Linked DNA regions of Mus musculus: regions 1, 3, 4 and 5 are each linked to region 2. The links are chromatin contacts, called in public HiChIP or PLAC-seq and promoter capture Hi-C maps. All regions are on one chromosome and are shown on one strand. The core of a region is the stretch at or near the end of the contact, and the rest is flanking DNA. Distances in the headings are between cores, read along the strand shown. Region 1 overlaps Msra (methionine sulfoxide reductase A). Region 2 holds the start of Kif13b (kinesin family member 13B). Region 3 holds the start of Elp3 (elongator acetyltransferase complex subunit 3). Region 4 overlaps Zfp395 (zinc finger protein 395). Region 5 holds the start of Pinx1 (PIN2/TERF1 interacting, telomerase inhibitor 1).

Evidence for each region. Promoter capture Hi-C pulls out the DNA fragments that hold promoters and counts their contacts. HiChIP or PLAC-seq counts read pairs in DNA pulled down with a chosen protein or histone mark.
Region 1: a contact with region 2 is called in a promoter capture Hi-C map of hippocampal neurons, with 2.4 times the contacts expected there. The contact joins the enhancer-like site here to the promoter of Kif13b in region 2. A contact is called at or near these places in 3 of 39 promoter capture datasets (3T3-L1-derived adipocytes, hippocampal neurons and liver), 3 of 115 datasets of contacts at active chromatin or transcription factors (bone marrow-derived macrophages, differentiating embryonic stem cells and extraembryonic endoderm stem cells) and 1 of 9 other capture datasets (liver).
Region 3: a FOXA1 HiChIP or PLAC-seq map of pancreatic cancer cells shows a contact between it and region 2. The contact joins the promoter of Elp3 here to the promoter of Kif13b in region 2. A contact is called at or near these places in 2 of 39 promoter capture datasets (3T3-L1-derived adipocytes and liver) and 2 of 115 datasets of contacts at active chromatin or transcription factors (embryonic stem cells and pancreatic cancer cells).
Region 4: a promoter capture Hi-C map of liver shows a contact between it and region 2, with 2.0 times the contacts expected there. The contact joins the enhancer-like site here to the promoter of Kif13b in region 2. A contact is called at or near these places in 5 of 39 promoter capture datasets (the C10 cell line, hematopoietic stem and progenitor cells, liver and 1 more) and 1 of 9 other capture datasets (adipose tissue).
Region 5: an H3K27ac HiChIP or PLAC-seq map of extraembryonic endoderm stem cells shows a contact between it and region 2, with 4 times the contacts expected there. The contact joins the promoter of Pinx1 here to the promoter of Kif13b in region 2. A contact is called at or near these places in 1 of 39 promoter capture datasets (pre-B cells), 1 of 484 Hi-C or Micro-C datasets (CD4 T cells), 1 of 115 datasets of contacts at active chromatin or transcription factors (extraembryonic endoderm stem cells) and 1 of 9 other capture datasets (liver).

The regions. Positions count from the first base shown.
Region 1 is chr14:64,138,172-64,140,969 of GRCm38.p6, forward strand. The region is part of intron 5 of Msra (methionine sulfoxide reductase A); the gene reads right to left. Among named protein-coding and RNA genes, the nearest start is that of 9630015K15Rik, 23 kb to the left of the region's middle. Within about 2 kb of position 1,365, at least 55 of the 459 cell types and tissues checked have an H3K27ac peak or open chromatin away from gene starts, as enhancers often do. A contact at or near this core is called in hippocampal neurons and liver, where this site is marked.
Region 2 is chr14:64,650,911-64,653,790 of GRCm38.p6, forward strand. It overlaps Kif13b (kinesin family member 13B), which reads left to right and starts at 1,631. Exons shown (of 40, transcript NM_001081177.2): 1 at 1,631-1,746. The coding sequence starts at 1,692.
Region 3 is chr14:65,591,731-65,594,430 of GRCm38.p6, forward strand. It overlaps Elp3 (elongator acetyltransferase complex subunit 3), which reads right to left and starts at 1,382. Exons shown (of 15, transcript NM_001253812.1): 1 at 1,195-1,382. The coding sequence starts at 1,270. It also overlaps a transcript of Nuggc not described here.
Region 4 is chr14:65,374,550-65,377,249 of GRCm38.p6, forward strand. The region is part of intron 1 of Zfp395 (zinc finger protein 395); the gene reads left to right. Among named protein-coding and RNA genes, the nearest start is that of Zfp395, 17 kb to the left of the region's middle. Within about 2 kb of position 1,257, at least 298 of the 459 cell types and tissues checked have an H3K27ac peak or open chromatin away from gene starts, as enhancers often do. A contact at or near this core is called in adipose tissue, hematopoietic stem and progenitor cells, liver and 1 more, where this site is marked.
Region 5 is chr14:63,858,774-63,861,563 of GRCm38.p6, forward strand. Pinx1 (PIN2/TERF1 interacting, telomerase inhibitor 1) reads left to right here and starts at 1,539. Exons shown (of 7, transcript NM_028228.3): 1 at 1,539-1,674. The coding sequence starts at 1,656.

The DNA of each region.
Region 1 (2,798 bases), core at 115-2,614, 510 kb before region 2:
TCTAGCCACTACCTGCCTTTGTCTATCTGTCGCCCTTAAGCCAGTCTTGCTTGTTCATGTTACTGCTTTAAAATGGGTCCCCCAACACCGACCATGGACACAGGGGACTGAGGAAGCTTAACTGTGAAGGTTCAGGGTTTGTCATTATTCTCTGCTCTGTGAAATGTGGCTCTCTTTTTTTGTCCTCTGTTCAAGAGCACACACACACACAACTCATAAACTCTCCCAGCCCTGAGAGAAGTCCCAGAAGTTTCTCCAGTCCGTGAACCTCATGGTGCACTAGCGTGGCAGAGAAGTAGCCTGAACCACGGATTTTACAGAGAGAAGAAAATTCCTACATACCTTGCAGAAGTCAAAAATCAGAAGCAGACAAATGGGGGACAACACTGCTGTTTATGCTTGAGGGTGTTCTGAAGTGACAGAGGGGTGTGAGAGGTACAGGGCTGATAGTGCTGAGGACAGAAGACACCCACAAGTCTTGAGCCATGCTGCCCCAACCCTCAGAGAGCTGAAAGCTGCTTCTCTGGGAACCCCATAACCCTTTTCCCCGATACCTTATCTACTTTCACGACTTTGGCCAACCGAGTCCTTCAACCTTTCCACACTTGACTTGGCTCACTTCTAAAATGACAATATTCTCCTTTGAGGTGTTTCTTAAGCTCACAAAATACAGCAAGTGGGCCTTACTTTTATTTTCCGGATGGATAACAGAAACTTAGAGAGGTCCAGTTGCTTGCCCGAGGTCACACAGCTGACAAGCGGCCATGGACCAAAGGAGACCAGACTGGGCCATCAGTATTAGACTTTCTGCCAGTGCCTCTAGATGGAAACACTATCTTGCCTCTCCTCCTGGACATGGGATGACTCCTTTTCTAGCTCCAGCCTGGCTGACAGGCACCAGGCTGTCACTCCACAGAGAGTTACGCGGAAGGGTGGAAGGAGAGTCCGACCTTGTGTTGGGAAAACAGGAGACAGTGCAGGCTTCTGCTGTGTCATTCAGATCCCATTCAGGTCACTCCGGGTACCTGATTGACTCCCCACCATCCTTTGTACTTTGTGGTCCACAGTATGTGTGCATGCACATGTGCACACACTTGGTGTTGACCTCTGATTCTTTCCACCACTCCCACGATCCCCAGCACTCCGGAGGATGCCCTTTACTCCTTGACTATCCAGATTCCAACTAAGTATCACGAAGGGAAGAAGGAAAATGGCTGGGTAAGGAGCACAGAGCTTTATTCTGCCCCCATCCCTCTGTCTCCCTCTTTGAGAACCTGGCACTGGGAACATAGCTCTTGCCTGCCAGGGACAGAGCAGCAGAGACTTGGCCGTGGTCTCAGCCAGATGTCACTCTCATCTGGCGGCCTTGGCTAGCTCAGTGTTTGGAATGAACAGCCCAAACATGGGGCAGGCGGGGCCCCTGCAGGGATGTGGGCAGAAAAGCTGAGCCCTAGCAATGCCCACAACTCTCTGTTTAAGGTGCAGGCAGGCAGCAGGAAAGGGGACATCAGAAGGGCAGCCACTTTCCCTTCTGACCCCTTCTCCTCCTGGATCCCTATCTCAGCTGTGGATGTGGCCCTATCTTGTTATTTTACCAAGAGACCAGACTCCCACTCACCTCTCTAGGGGAACAGCTCCCGGAAGTCTTGTGTGTCTTCCGTACACAGGACTCCACTCAGGATAACAGATGGAAGGAGCCAGGAGTGGCCCAGGCCCTGCATCTGGAGGCCTGGGGCCACTGCAGCTTAACCTTTGTAGCCTCACTGGGCCAAGGCCAAAGTCATACCTAGGGAGCTATGAAAATCCCATCCTGCACTGCACCAAATGAACCAGCAAAGACATACACAGTCCTGCTACCATGATGGATAGTGAGCTGGGCCTGTCTGGAACAAGGAGCCTCTAGATTCACAGACTGTCAAATGCTGAAGGGTCCCAGGCTGAGGTGGGGGCCCCTAGAACCTTGTGGGGGGGGGTTCTAAGAGGATGCTGGCTTCACCTGCAGCCAGAGGCAAGGTGCCTCAGAATAGAGTGAGGGTTGATCAGTATGTCAGGGACCGCATCATCATGTGCAGGGGGGTGGCACCGTGTGCTGCCTGCCAACGGGCCCATTTCGGTCACCATCTGCAGCAGAGAGTGGGACACCTGTCAGAAACAGCTGCTGACGGCAGATCGGAGTGTGTGTGTGGGTGCTTTGTGGTGGCCTGGAGCCGGGCACGCTGCCGGCCCACAGGAATGCCAACCGTGGACCTGGTGTGGAGAGAGGCGGTGAGAGAATCCCACTCCTCACTTCCACATAGGCAGGGCAATCACCGAAACTTCCTGCCTCCCTGGACATAGATTCCACCTGTTGTCTCTCTCATGGACAGAAGAGACAGCAGGGTTCCCTGTGGTGAAAGAGAAATGCCAGAACAATCCAGGAGAGAGCCTAAGACCTCCTGTAGTGAATACCCCAGGCATCTCTGTGGAGGGAGGGGGGAATGGCAACTGGGTATGTTCCTGGCTCTGTTGGAAAGAGTGTCCCCATGTGTGTGGCACTGAAGTAATAGGTTGGGCCCTTTCTTATATGGTCCACCCTGATGGGGTTTAATCTTTCAAAGTATCTGGACTTTTCTTTTTAGATAAATGAAGTTCAGTTCATCAACATAAAATAAAAAACTTTAATCCTGTAACAATTTGCAGTGAGAAATCTTTCCAAATGGGTTTTTGTACACCACCATCTGTCATGCTTCCCCTGGCCACCAAGTCTTCATGTGTTCCTCATGCTAAATACCCATGCTCACGGCCTTGCCTACGCTGCT
Region 2 (2,880 bases), core at 381-2,880:
GTTATGACTCAGAGGATGCAGAGGCTGTGGTCAAGGTTGAATGCATCCATTTATCCTGAAGGATAAGTCAGTAAAGAAACAAGAGGGGGACAAGGCAGTCAGAGAAAATCATCAAAATCAAGGATCAAACCCAGAGGTCTTAAAAAGGAGAGGAAGAGGTTTTCAGATGAAGGGTCAGTTCTTGGACACCGTAGTCTCAATACAGATTGCTAGAGTTTAAGAGTCCTGCAGAATCGAGGTGAGGCGAGGTGCAAACCTTTAGCTCCAGCACTTAGAAGGCAGAAGCAGATGGATCTCTGAAGTGGAGACCAGTCTGTCTACTGAGTGAGTTTACAGACCAGCTAGGGCTAGATACAGAGGCAGGCGAGAGAGGCCTCAGGTCTGTTATTCCAGCTACTTGAGAGGGTGAGACAGGAAGATTGCAAGTAAAAAGCTAATTTGAGCAACTCATGTGGACCTCTATCAAAACCCAAAGCACAGGGGCTGGAGAGCTGGCTCACTGGGCTCTATTCTCTGCCCCTATGTGGTGGCTCGCAACTCTCTGTAATTCTAGGTCCAGGGGATCGGATGCCCTCTTCTGAATTCAGCACAGGCATACAGATATACATTCAGGCAAACATCCATAAACATAAAAAAAGAAGAGAAAAAGAAGTAAAAAAACAAAACAAAACAAACCCCAAAAACCCCACCCATCCAATGAAAAACTATAACAAAACTCCAAACAGGGCCATTGAGATGGTTCAGTGGGTAAATGTTCTGGCTTGCTAGCCAGATAACTGAATTCCATCCCTAGGACCCACAGGGTAGATAGAAGGAGAGAACTGACTCTTGAAAGTTGTCTTTTGACACATGCTCCCACATGTGTACACACACACACACATCCAATAAATAAATAAATAAATAACAAGTACATTACACAGAAGGGGAAAGGCCCAGCACCAACAAGGCAGTGTATGTATTTTCCCAGCTCACTAGCCCATTCCTATTCTTAGAAGTGCCTTTTCTTTCTTTCTTTTTCTTTTTTCTTTTTTTGAGACAGGGTTTCTCTTTATATTCCTGGCTATACTGGATCTCATGCTATAGACCAGACTGGCCTCAAACTCAACAGCGATCAGCCTATTTTTGCTTCCCAAGTGCTGGGGTTAAAGGCCTGTGACACCATGGCCAGTTGGCTTTCTCTTTCTTAATAAACTATCTCTACTTTTATTATCTCAAAAAATAATAAAAGGAAGGCTGGGAATATAACTCAAGGATAGAGCGCTTGCCTACCATTCATAAAGTGCTAATTTTAATGTCCAGAAAACTCTCCACACGCACACAAAAGAGAAGTTAGGTGTTGCGGGATGGACAGGGAAAATCCTGCAACAGATAGGAAGGAAGGAAGAGAGAGGAAGAAGTAAAGAAAGAGAAGGAAAAGAAAGGAGAGGGAGGTACAGGAACAGCGGCACAATTGTAAAACGGCGACAGATGACTACAAGTTCCAGAGAGCGGCGCGCGAATTTTCCCGCCAGCGCCTCGGCCTGACTTGTGGGAACTACACATCCCAGCATGCCCCGGGACGCACCGGTCCTCGCCCCTCGTCGGTCCCGCCCCCTTTTCCCCCACAGCCCCCGCCCGCCGGGTTGGCCTCGGAGAGTTTGTCCGGTGGCCGAGGTAGACGGAGGTGCAGTGAGAACCCCGGCGGTAGCACGATGGGAGACTCCAAAGTGAAAGTGGCGGTACGGGTCCGGCCAATGAACCGACGAGGTGAGCGCTTGTCCCGGGCCGGGGGCGACAGGTGCCTGTGGTGGTAGAGCTTCGGCGTCCCGGGGGTCTCGGCGGGCTCCCTTCAGCGCGCGTGCGCCCTCGACGGCGCGGTCGGGCCCTCAGCCCTCCGCCCCGCCAGCTGTCACCGAGCTCTCCAGGCCTGGGGCAGCTCCGGCCTCGCAGTCCTCCTGTGTACGCAGCTCTTAGGGCGGACAGCCCTACTTTTCGATTTTCCACGTTCTCCCTTGAACCTGCACCTTGTGGCTGTTTGCAGAAAAGGAAGGACATGCATGCCTTCTTAGTTCTTTTCTGGTTTATGACTGTCGAGAGGTTTCCTTTTTTTCCTTTTGCTTGAAGTGATAGTCATCATCTCAACAATAAATAGTCTCAGTGCCAAGATTCTTGGGAAATTGTATCTTTCAGACATGCTCTGAAGTCTGTAGGGAGGGTAGAGAAAGTAGATAAACCCAGGACACGTAAATCATCTATCCAAGTTGGAAAGACTGAAGCCCAACTTGAATCCGGGGAGTAGCTGCTTTTTGCCTCTGTAGCTTCACCAGAGGGTGACTGGGCAGGGTACTTAAAATGAGGTGATGTGTTTGAAAACACTTTCTAGACAAGTCTTGTTATTGAGGTTGCTGCCGCGCTCCCGGGAGATGGAATTGCTGCTAATTGATTTAGACTACTGACTAGCTAGAGCCATTATTAAGTGCAGGAGTCATTTTCCAAGGTTTCTAGTTTGTTTTACTGTGTTTAAAGTCTAGTGTGTAGGAAATAGTTTTTCTGTCTCCTTGCCCTTTTGTGTATGTATTGAGGTAAGTAGGTGTAAAAGTTAACAAAGATTTCTCTGGTTGGTTGTTCCTTGGGAACTTGGTGTCTCTGTTTTCTTGTCGTTGGTTTGCCTACTTGAACCTGCTGAAGTCTATGAGGCAAGCTTTTCCCCTGAAGACGGAACTTTTTAAGCTCTCAGCTCATTGCCTCCTAACATCCAGGTTCTCACAAAACAGAGTGAGTAGCTTAGAAGTCTGAAAGTTTTCAGTTCTCCCATTTTTTGAGTATCCAGACATCTTTATTTTAGATCACTTCACCTCATTGTGATCATTACTGCGATTAAAAAAAAACTAAAGAAAAAAA
Region 3 (2,700 bases), core at 132-2,631, 940 kb after region 2:
ACCTATTCTGGTGAAAGGAGATCTATCTAACTTGACCACAGGTTGCCTGAGCAGGGTTCAGTAAGTAGACAGTACACTGGCCACTAGGCAAAGGCATTAAACGTAACAGAAAAAAATTATACATTCTCAACTCTGTAACTTAAGAAAAAAAAAGTAGTTTTTTTAAAAGAGAGATTACCAATATAACAAATATGTCAGAAAGCTAAAAAAAGAAAGATACAATCAATGTAGATGATAAACAAAAGCCAGATCTACACACATGAAAACTTCAGTTTGAATCCCTGCTCCCATGTTCGAAGCTAGGCCACATTCATGCCCGTAACGTGGGGACCATGGAGGAGTGGGCAAGGGAGACGGGCTGGCTGGGGCTTGCTGATTGCCAGCCTAGGAATAAACACGTTACAGTAAAGTAAGATCAAACGGATCTAGTGCATGTTGTGTTTGATGTGACAAGTATATAGAACATGTCTAGAAGGGCAGTTCCAGTTAGTGCCAAGAGCGGTGACCAATACCGCACTGACTTTTCATTTGATGCTTCCGATGTCACAGGCAGCTCCTCACACTAAGTATAAACTTTGACTGGAAAAGTTAACCAAACCTCAGCTTTTTCGAGCATGAAATGACAACACGTCTTCAAAATGACTGGGAAAGGCTCAATACCCAGCTATTATTGTGACATCCAACAGTAATATTATCAGACCAACTCTTCAAGGGCAGTACAGAGTTAAGAATGGAATCTATTGCAAAAAAAAAAAAAAGATTTAAAAAAAAATGACTTCATCCTGTTGAAAAAAAAACCAAAAACTGCACAGTTACTCCAGACTACTCCGGAGGTAAAATAAATGCAAGTAAGTCACGTAAAGCTATTGCACAAACTGCACAATCTCTACCTTAAGGAGGCCTTTCCTACTTTAAGATTTAAAAAACAAAAACAAAAAACAAAAACACCTTAAATAAACACGTCCAGTAAATTACCGCAAATTAACCTGCAACTCAACACCTATCTCCTCTGAAAGTTATCTTGGAATAGCAGTACCGTTTACCCATCTACACAAAAAACAACAAGTAGTCTCTTCCAAAGGGGAAGAGAGAAGGGGGCTGTTTTACAAAGGACAGATAGGAAGGGAGGCCCGCCAACCGGGGTCCCGCGGGCCCAGACCAAGCAGTAATTCCCATGGAAAATTGAGCTTCAACCTGTGATCTCAGAGAATCCACTTCCTCCCTTGCGCCCTTGTCCCACGTATTTTGCACCTTTCCTCTTTTGCCTCATCTCTGCGCTGGCGTAGCAATATGCCACCACGTTACCGCGGTTTAGAAGGCGGAGAAACTTAGCAGCCGTAAAGCCGCCCGGGACTGTCGTGAAAACACAGCGACTGTACCATAAAGCTCTTCCCAGAAGGCGGAGCGCGGAGCCCCGCCCTGTCTAGGTGGCAGCTCCCAGCTCTCTGAGACTGGGAGGGGATGTGCACAGTGATTTAGTGGGGCATTGGAGAATTCCTGGGGACCAGAAAGGTGGATCTGGGAAGTAACGATAGTACAGTTTAGACGCTTCTCCAAGAAGCTGGGACGAAAGTGAATTGTAACCAGAGTTCCTTAAGCAAAAGCCTGGCCTTTGACAACTTCTGCAAGAGGGGCTGGGCCACTTGTCGCTAGTATAGCCAACAATGTTGACATAAAGGAGACCAGATTCGCCCTCCCACTGACACCCGGGGTGTTGACATACCTTTTTTTTTTTTTTTTTTTTTTTTTTTTTTAAGTTATGGAAGAATTGAGGGCAGGAGACAAGAGGTATGTTTAAACAGTCCTGGGTTAAGATGTGGTCTGGTTGATCATTATCTCAGTTCTGGTTTTCAAGGTGGTCAAAGTCTTTATCGCTGCATCCCTTCCGGAGATCCATTTAGCTCCTACAAGGTGAGATCATTCAGTGCTCCAAGGTGCAGCCCTGACGAATAATAGTCCTTATATAGGCAGGAGTCTAGCCTTTGAGACTTTGTTTTCTCTGGACTCAAGGTGACTTGTAGGTTTAGGACGATTAATCTTTGTACCTTCAGCCAAAATAAAGGAGACAGGCACAAAATGAAGACAGATACCAGACCTTTATCTTGCACTTAGTTGCTTGTCTAAGTGCCTATTTCAAGAATCTTGGAAGTGAGTAGCCCTTGTGTGGGGACTTGGGAGCTCAGATACACCACACATAGAGATGGGATAGAAATCCCACATACCATGAACATTAAACCTTCAGTGTGATAACGCTAAGTTCTGATTTCCCTAAAAGACAGCAAACAAGAAGCAAGTATCAGTTTGATCTTTCAGGCTTTGCAGCCTAGAGGATTCCTGGGTCTCTGATTTTTCTTGATGACAATCTTGAAAACACTAGGTGAGACACCATGTACAAAATTTTGCAACATCTGGAGATGGGACTTGGAATAACTTTTTCTTGAAACCCTTCCATGACCTCCTTTGTGTATGGACCAAAGATTAAGAATCCTTGATATTAATAAAGAATGGAAGGTGTGATGTTTCAAGTTTCTTATTACCCAGTAGAGTTGAGGTAGCTCTGACTTGGTTGTCACCACTACACTGAAACTGTCCTGGTCAAGACTTTGAGATTTTTCAGTGTACCAAATTATCTTAATACCACCCTCTTGTCAACAAAACTAACTTCCCTGAAAATATTTTTTTAGATAAGGGCCCCCCACT
Region 4 (2,700 bases), core at 7-2,506, 720 kb after region 2:
GGATTAAATGAAGTACAAATTTCGAACTGCACATCGAGTTACTGGAGCTTGGGTAGCTGAATCAGCAAAGCTATTGGACTGGTCCTGAACATAGCCTCTGAAAGACTGTGGTTTGTGTGTCAAGTTTCCTATTCCGTGCTTGTCTGTTGATGTTGTAACCAACCGTTCTAATGAAGTAGCCATGAGCACCTGTGCTCTTAGGTCATAGGTGTGTGTGTGTGCGCGCGCCTGTGCCTCTACTCTGGGCAGGGTTGGAACCATCCTTGTCTTCTTCCTCCACTTAGCATTGTCTTCAGGACCTAGGCCCTGACACAGCCGTGTCAGCAGATGGCTAGGGTCTGGGGCTTTGCTCAGTGGTACTGCTGGCCCCAGGTTTCTGGTGAGTCAGTGCTCAAGTGCGTCCTAGCGCCAGTGTGGGCCGGATCTGCTCCACGAGGCTGGCCAGGCCACACCCCGGGGAAGTTTGGCAGTCAGCCTTGAACACCCTGGGCAGGGCCCCAAGACAGATGTAGGCACAGGGGAGTGAGCAGGGGAGCAGACCGTGGCTGAAGAGAGGTGACAGGCGCCTGGTCATGTGGGAGACAGACATTCCCTCTCTCTGGACTCCCTAAATGTCTAGGCTTGCATTGAGTATGCACTGAGGACTGACCCCAGGGGGTTTGCTGGCCAGGAGGCCTCTAAGAGCAAGAGGTTGGATTTCTTTTCCCCTAGCTTGCTGAAGTCAGCTTGGTTGGGATTCCAGTTAATTAGTGGCTCACCCATGGTAGGCTTCTGGATTCCCTTGAGAGTAAGTAGTTGTATTTCAGGTTCTGGTCGGGTACCCCGGTGCAATGCCAGTTCCTAGATGGCTGTTGGTGGACAGTGGCTGTGCAGAGCTCAGAGTCACTTGCTATGTTATTTAGCACGGGCCTCACGGCCATGAGAGGAACATGGTCCTTCTGGATTTGGCGCAGTGTGCAGGCATTGGCTCAGTGAGGCAGATGCAGTCTCACCCTCACAGGTGAGGTGCGGAGCTTCGGACTTGAAGGTGGTGGTTGCTGGTGGCTTCTGGAGTGGACACTGATTCCTGAGGGGTACTTAGTTAGTGCCTTGATCTCCACCCTCCCTGTTGAGTGTCTGTGCAGGCACAGTATTCCTTGCATGTGCGCACACTGTTTGTCATTGTTAGTTGTAAGTCTCACACTCCAGCCTGGTGCCTGAATCGCCGGCACATTTGCTGGCACCCGGAGCCTGGTTCTCCGCCACAGGGAAGGTGCAGGGCTGCCGGGTGACCTATTGATTTCAGCCAGGAGCGTCGCCAGGTACTTTGCCTCTTCCGCCAAGCCCTCTGCTTGTTTATTTGGCCTTGTCAGGGAATGTGGTAATGTCAGGGAGTGACGTCTGAACCCTGCAGCCTCCTCTTCCAAGTGGGCTCACCGTCAGCAGCCATTCTGTTCATTTGGCATCACCAGGGTCTGAGGTTAATCCGTTCAAATGGTGACCACGTTCTAAAGGGCACTTGCTCTAAGCACTTCTTTGGAAAAAGAAGAAAGAAAAAAGAATTATATCCTATGCTCTGCTTCTCTTCAAGGAGGAAAATGTCACCTGCTCTCCTTTCGCCAGAGGCCCCTTCTTTCCTGGGTCACCCTTCCTACCCCTCAATTCCTGGAGAAGGGAGAACCAAACCCAGGAGGAGCCACCAAGACTGTAAATGTTCCCCCACCGGGTTCCTAAGGTGATCTTGGGCAAATGAGTGGCTTTCTTAAGGGACCCTGCTTTCTCCACGGCAAAAAGGGGTACAACTGTCCCTCCAAATTAAAAATGATCTTTCATTCACTTACTGTGTGCCTGTGCCTGTACCTCGCATGTGCGTGTGGAGTTCGGCCAGAACACAGCCTAGTCTGCAGGAGGTGGTTCTAGTCTTCTACCATGTGAGACCCAGGGATGTGGTTCAGGTCCCTGGGCTTGGTGACAGGCACCTTTTCCCCTGAGCCATCCTCCATGTTTTATTGGGTTACTGGGGTAGGAAAGAACAGCAGCCCCCAAATTGTCTGTTAAATTGAGAGTAGACAGGGAACCACCTGAGTGTTTGCCCTTTGAGCTCCAGCACCAGGCTCCGAAGCTTGCCGGGAAAAGCCACAGAGCTGCCAGCTGTCTGGGGCCTGTCTCCCCGGGGAGACTCTGCTCCTAGTCCCCTCCCCTGAGACCTGCCTGGCTCTGGGGAGAGTGCCAAGTCAGCACTCCTTTATCTCCCTGTCTCCTCCGGGGAGGAGTTTGAGCCCAGTTTCAGTCAGGTTTAACCATAACATTCCCTCTCTGTTATGTATGTATTTACTTTCTGCTGGTTGAAACAGGATCTTCTTACTGTGTTGTCTAGGCTGTTCTCCCCTGCTTCAGCCTCCTCAGGACTATAGGGATTGCACCTATACATGTATTACCTGCTTTTTGCCCGTTCTTTTCCTCTGTGTGTGTGTGTGTGTGTGTGTGTGTGTGTGTGTGTGTGTGTGTGTGTTCAGAGCTAGGGGTTGAACCCAGAGCTTTGGTGCATGCTATTTCAATGCTGGCTCCCCCCCCTCCTTTTCATCTTTTAAAAACTTTGAAACTGAGTCTCACTAAGTCCCCAGGCTTGCCTTGAACTTACTGTGTAGCTTAGTCGGGCCTTGAACTTGGAATCCTCTTGCCTCAACTTCCCGGTTAGCTGGGATCACAACCCTGCCTGCA
Region 5 (2,790 bases), core at 289-2,788, 790 kb before region 2:
ATTTACTAGCTTACTTTTTTTTTTTTTAATCACCAAGACTAGTTTCTGCTCTAGGCAAAGCCAGGATAGAAACAGGTTCCATACAGTGCCCTAATAAACTTGCTTCAGACTCCAGGGCTGCGTGGATTGCATACTTTCCTTTCTGTCCTCTCCACACTTGCTCCTCCAATTCTTCTTAAACTGGGGTTAATGGACAATAGAAGTTTACGATGCTCCCCAAAGATGTTTTCAAACAAACAAAGGACAAAGACTTTCAAAGGTAGCTGATGCTGTGATCCAGGGACACTCACCAGGAATTCTACTCTTTGGTGAATCTGCCTTGTCCTGTAAAGATCTTTTAGAGAGGAGTGAGGGGTCATACATCAAAGCTGGTGTCCTCACTGAATGTGAGGAAATGCTCCTGTGTGCCCTCCTTCTTTAAAGCTCACCGTTTACCTGGGCTTGGGCTTGGTTATCTAGAACAGGAACCCTGGCCCAGGGAAAGGGAAAGGATTTGGGGCAAAGCCCAGATATCCTAAGTAGGTGATTTGGTCAGACCCAGCCCCATTGCCACACGGTCACATTTACTGCCTCTTCTTTCTTGTTAATAATTGGTGGTCAAGTACACAATCATTCTTGGCTGGGGGCTATCAATGTCCTCATCTTACAGGTAGGTAAACGTGACAGTCATGCCTGATTCTCAGGTCCTCCAGCACAGCCCTATTTCACCAGCACACTGCATCATAGAAGAGTTGCCCTGAGTGCATCGGGGGTCTACATGGTATCTTGTTAGGTCTGATGAAAAATGGATGTGACCTTCCTAAGGAAAGACAAAACGAGGGAAGAAGAGCCTTTGGAAGGTAAGGGCACTGGCCGGTGCTGAAGGCATGGCTAAACAAAGAAGATTTGAGAAAAGCTAAGGTCTATTTGGAAGTCGAAGCCTTGACAAAGAAAGGGACGTTGAAGGGAGAGGCTAGAGGAAAAAAGGGCAAATAAACAGCGTGGGAGATAGCTGAGGTCACACCTTTGGAGGAGACAGGACAGCAAAAAGAGGGAACAGAATGTGACAGGACGCATTGAGCAAAAATGCCAGGGAGAGCGATGGAACTGGGAAAGGCCTCTGGGATTTAAGTCTGTCACAGCGAAGACCACGAAAGAGTTAACATTTCTCGGCCGGCCGTTAAGCACAAAACCACGGTGTTTCATTTGACTTTGCCAGCTAGGTGGCTGTTTCTGCCTTCTCTCCCTCCCTCCCTCCTCTCTCAGCATCCCACAATGGGCAGAGGTAGAGTGTGAAGAGCATAGGTCCCTTCCAGTGCCAATACCTTCCTCTTCGGCCGTCTCTCCAGCTCTTTAAATGTACCCATGGTTCACAGAACCCCGGACAACTCTAAGGTTGCTTGCACACCCGCTTTCAGAGTTAAACTGCGAACTGCGCACGAACCAGCTCTGCCCCAGCCCTAGAAAGAATCTGTGCCTCAGTCCCCCAAGGCGGGTCCGCCCCTCCGCTTCATGCAGTTGGTAGCGAGTCGCGCGTGGTGACGTCAGTAGTACGCGCCCCAGCGAAGCTCTCCACCCGGCGTGCTTTCCGAGCCGGCTTCTTCCTTAACCGCGCTTCAGGTTCCTCATAACCGCTGGGCGTCAGGCCAGAGGCAGCGTTCGACAAACTTGAGACAATGTCGATGCTAGCAGAGCGTGAGTGTCTGCCGAGCTGGACGACCGGGTGATGGGATGACGGGGGCGCGGGTGTTCAGGCCCGAGTGGGGACAGCAGTGACTGCCGGGCCCGCGAGGGACAGAGAACAGCAACGTCCCGCAGACTCAGTTCCTGGTACTAAAGGCTCGGGTCGTGCGCGCACGCGTGCATTCCGACATTCAGGACACCGAGTCTCAGACTGTTGTTCCTGGAGATTCTTTCACTTTTCCAGGCTCGAACCAAGTGTCCTGGGGTTTCACAAAGATAGGTCCCATAGCATCGCTTCAGGCCCTGAATTCCAACTGTCCAAAATGTATTGGACCCAGAGGAAAAAAGCAGAAGGATTACAAGTGTCAGGCAGTGATAAGTTCTTGACCGGAGTGCAGGCTGATGAATGGTTTTAATCGAGACTGAGAGATAGTAGCTGTGGTTAGCCTCTGAAGTCCACTAATTCCCTCCCCAGAAGCTACTTTGTTCCTGAATGAGACTACGTGTAGCTATGGATTCTTGCCACCAGTTGGCAGTCGTGTGATGCTCACAAAGAACTGGCTTTTAACTTTTCCTGGAAGTTGTGTAGCTATCAAAGAACATAAACATATTATTTTCTTTTTTAAAAGATGCCATCGTGTCTATCGGGCAGTGGTGGCGAACTCCTTTAACCCCAGCCCTCGGGAGGCAGAGGCAGGCGAATTTCTGAGTTCGAGGCCAGTCTGGTCTACAGAGTGAGTTCCAGGATAGCCAGGGCTACACAGAGAAACCCTGTCTCGAAAAAACAAAACAAACAAACAAAAAAAGTCACTGTGGCGTTTTAGAACAAAGCATGTTTTAGTGGAGCACACTGCTTTTCCTGAAGGCAGCTCAATAGGTTATAGACTGGAAACTGCTCTTTCTAGGTAGATCCCTCTTCCTGGCAGTTCACCTGGTCTCTACTTCCATGAAAATGAACTAGTCTCTGCCTCACCCAGGCTTTAAAGATTTTAGTGAGGTAACTGGATGAATCTAGTTTGGAATGTCAGTGGTATACAGGATGAACAAGTGACCTGACAGCCAGTTCTTTATGCAGCAGGGCAGTGCATCTTGGGTCAGTATGTGACAGGGATGCCTTTCTTAGGGGAG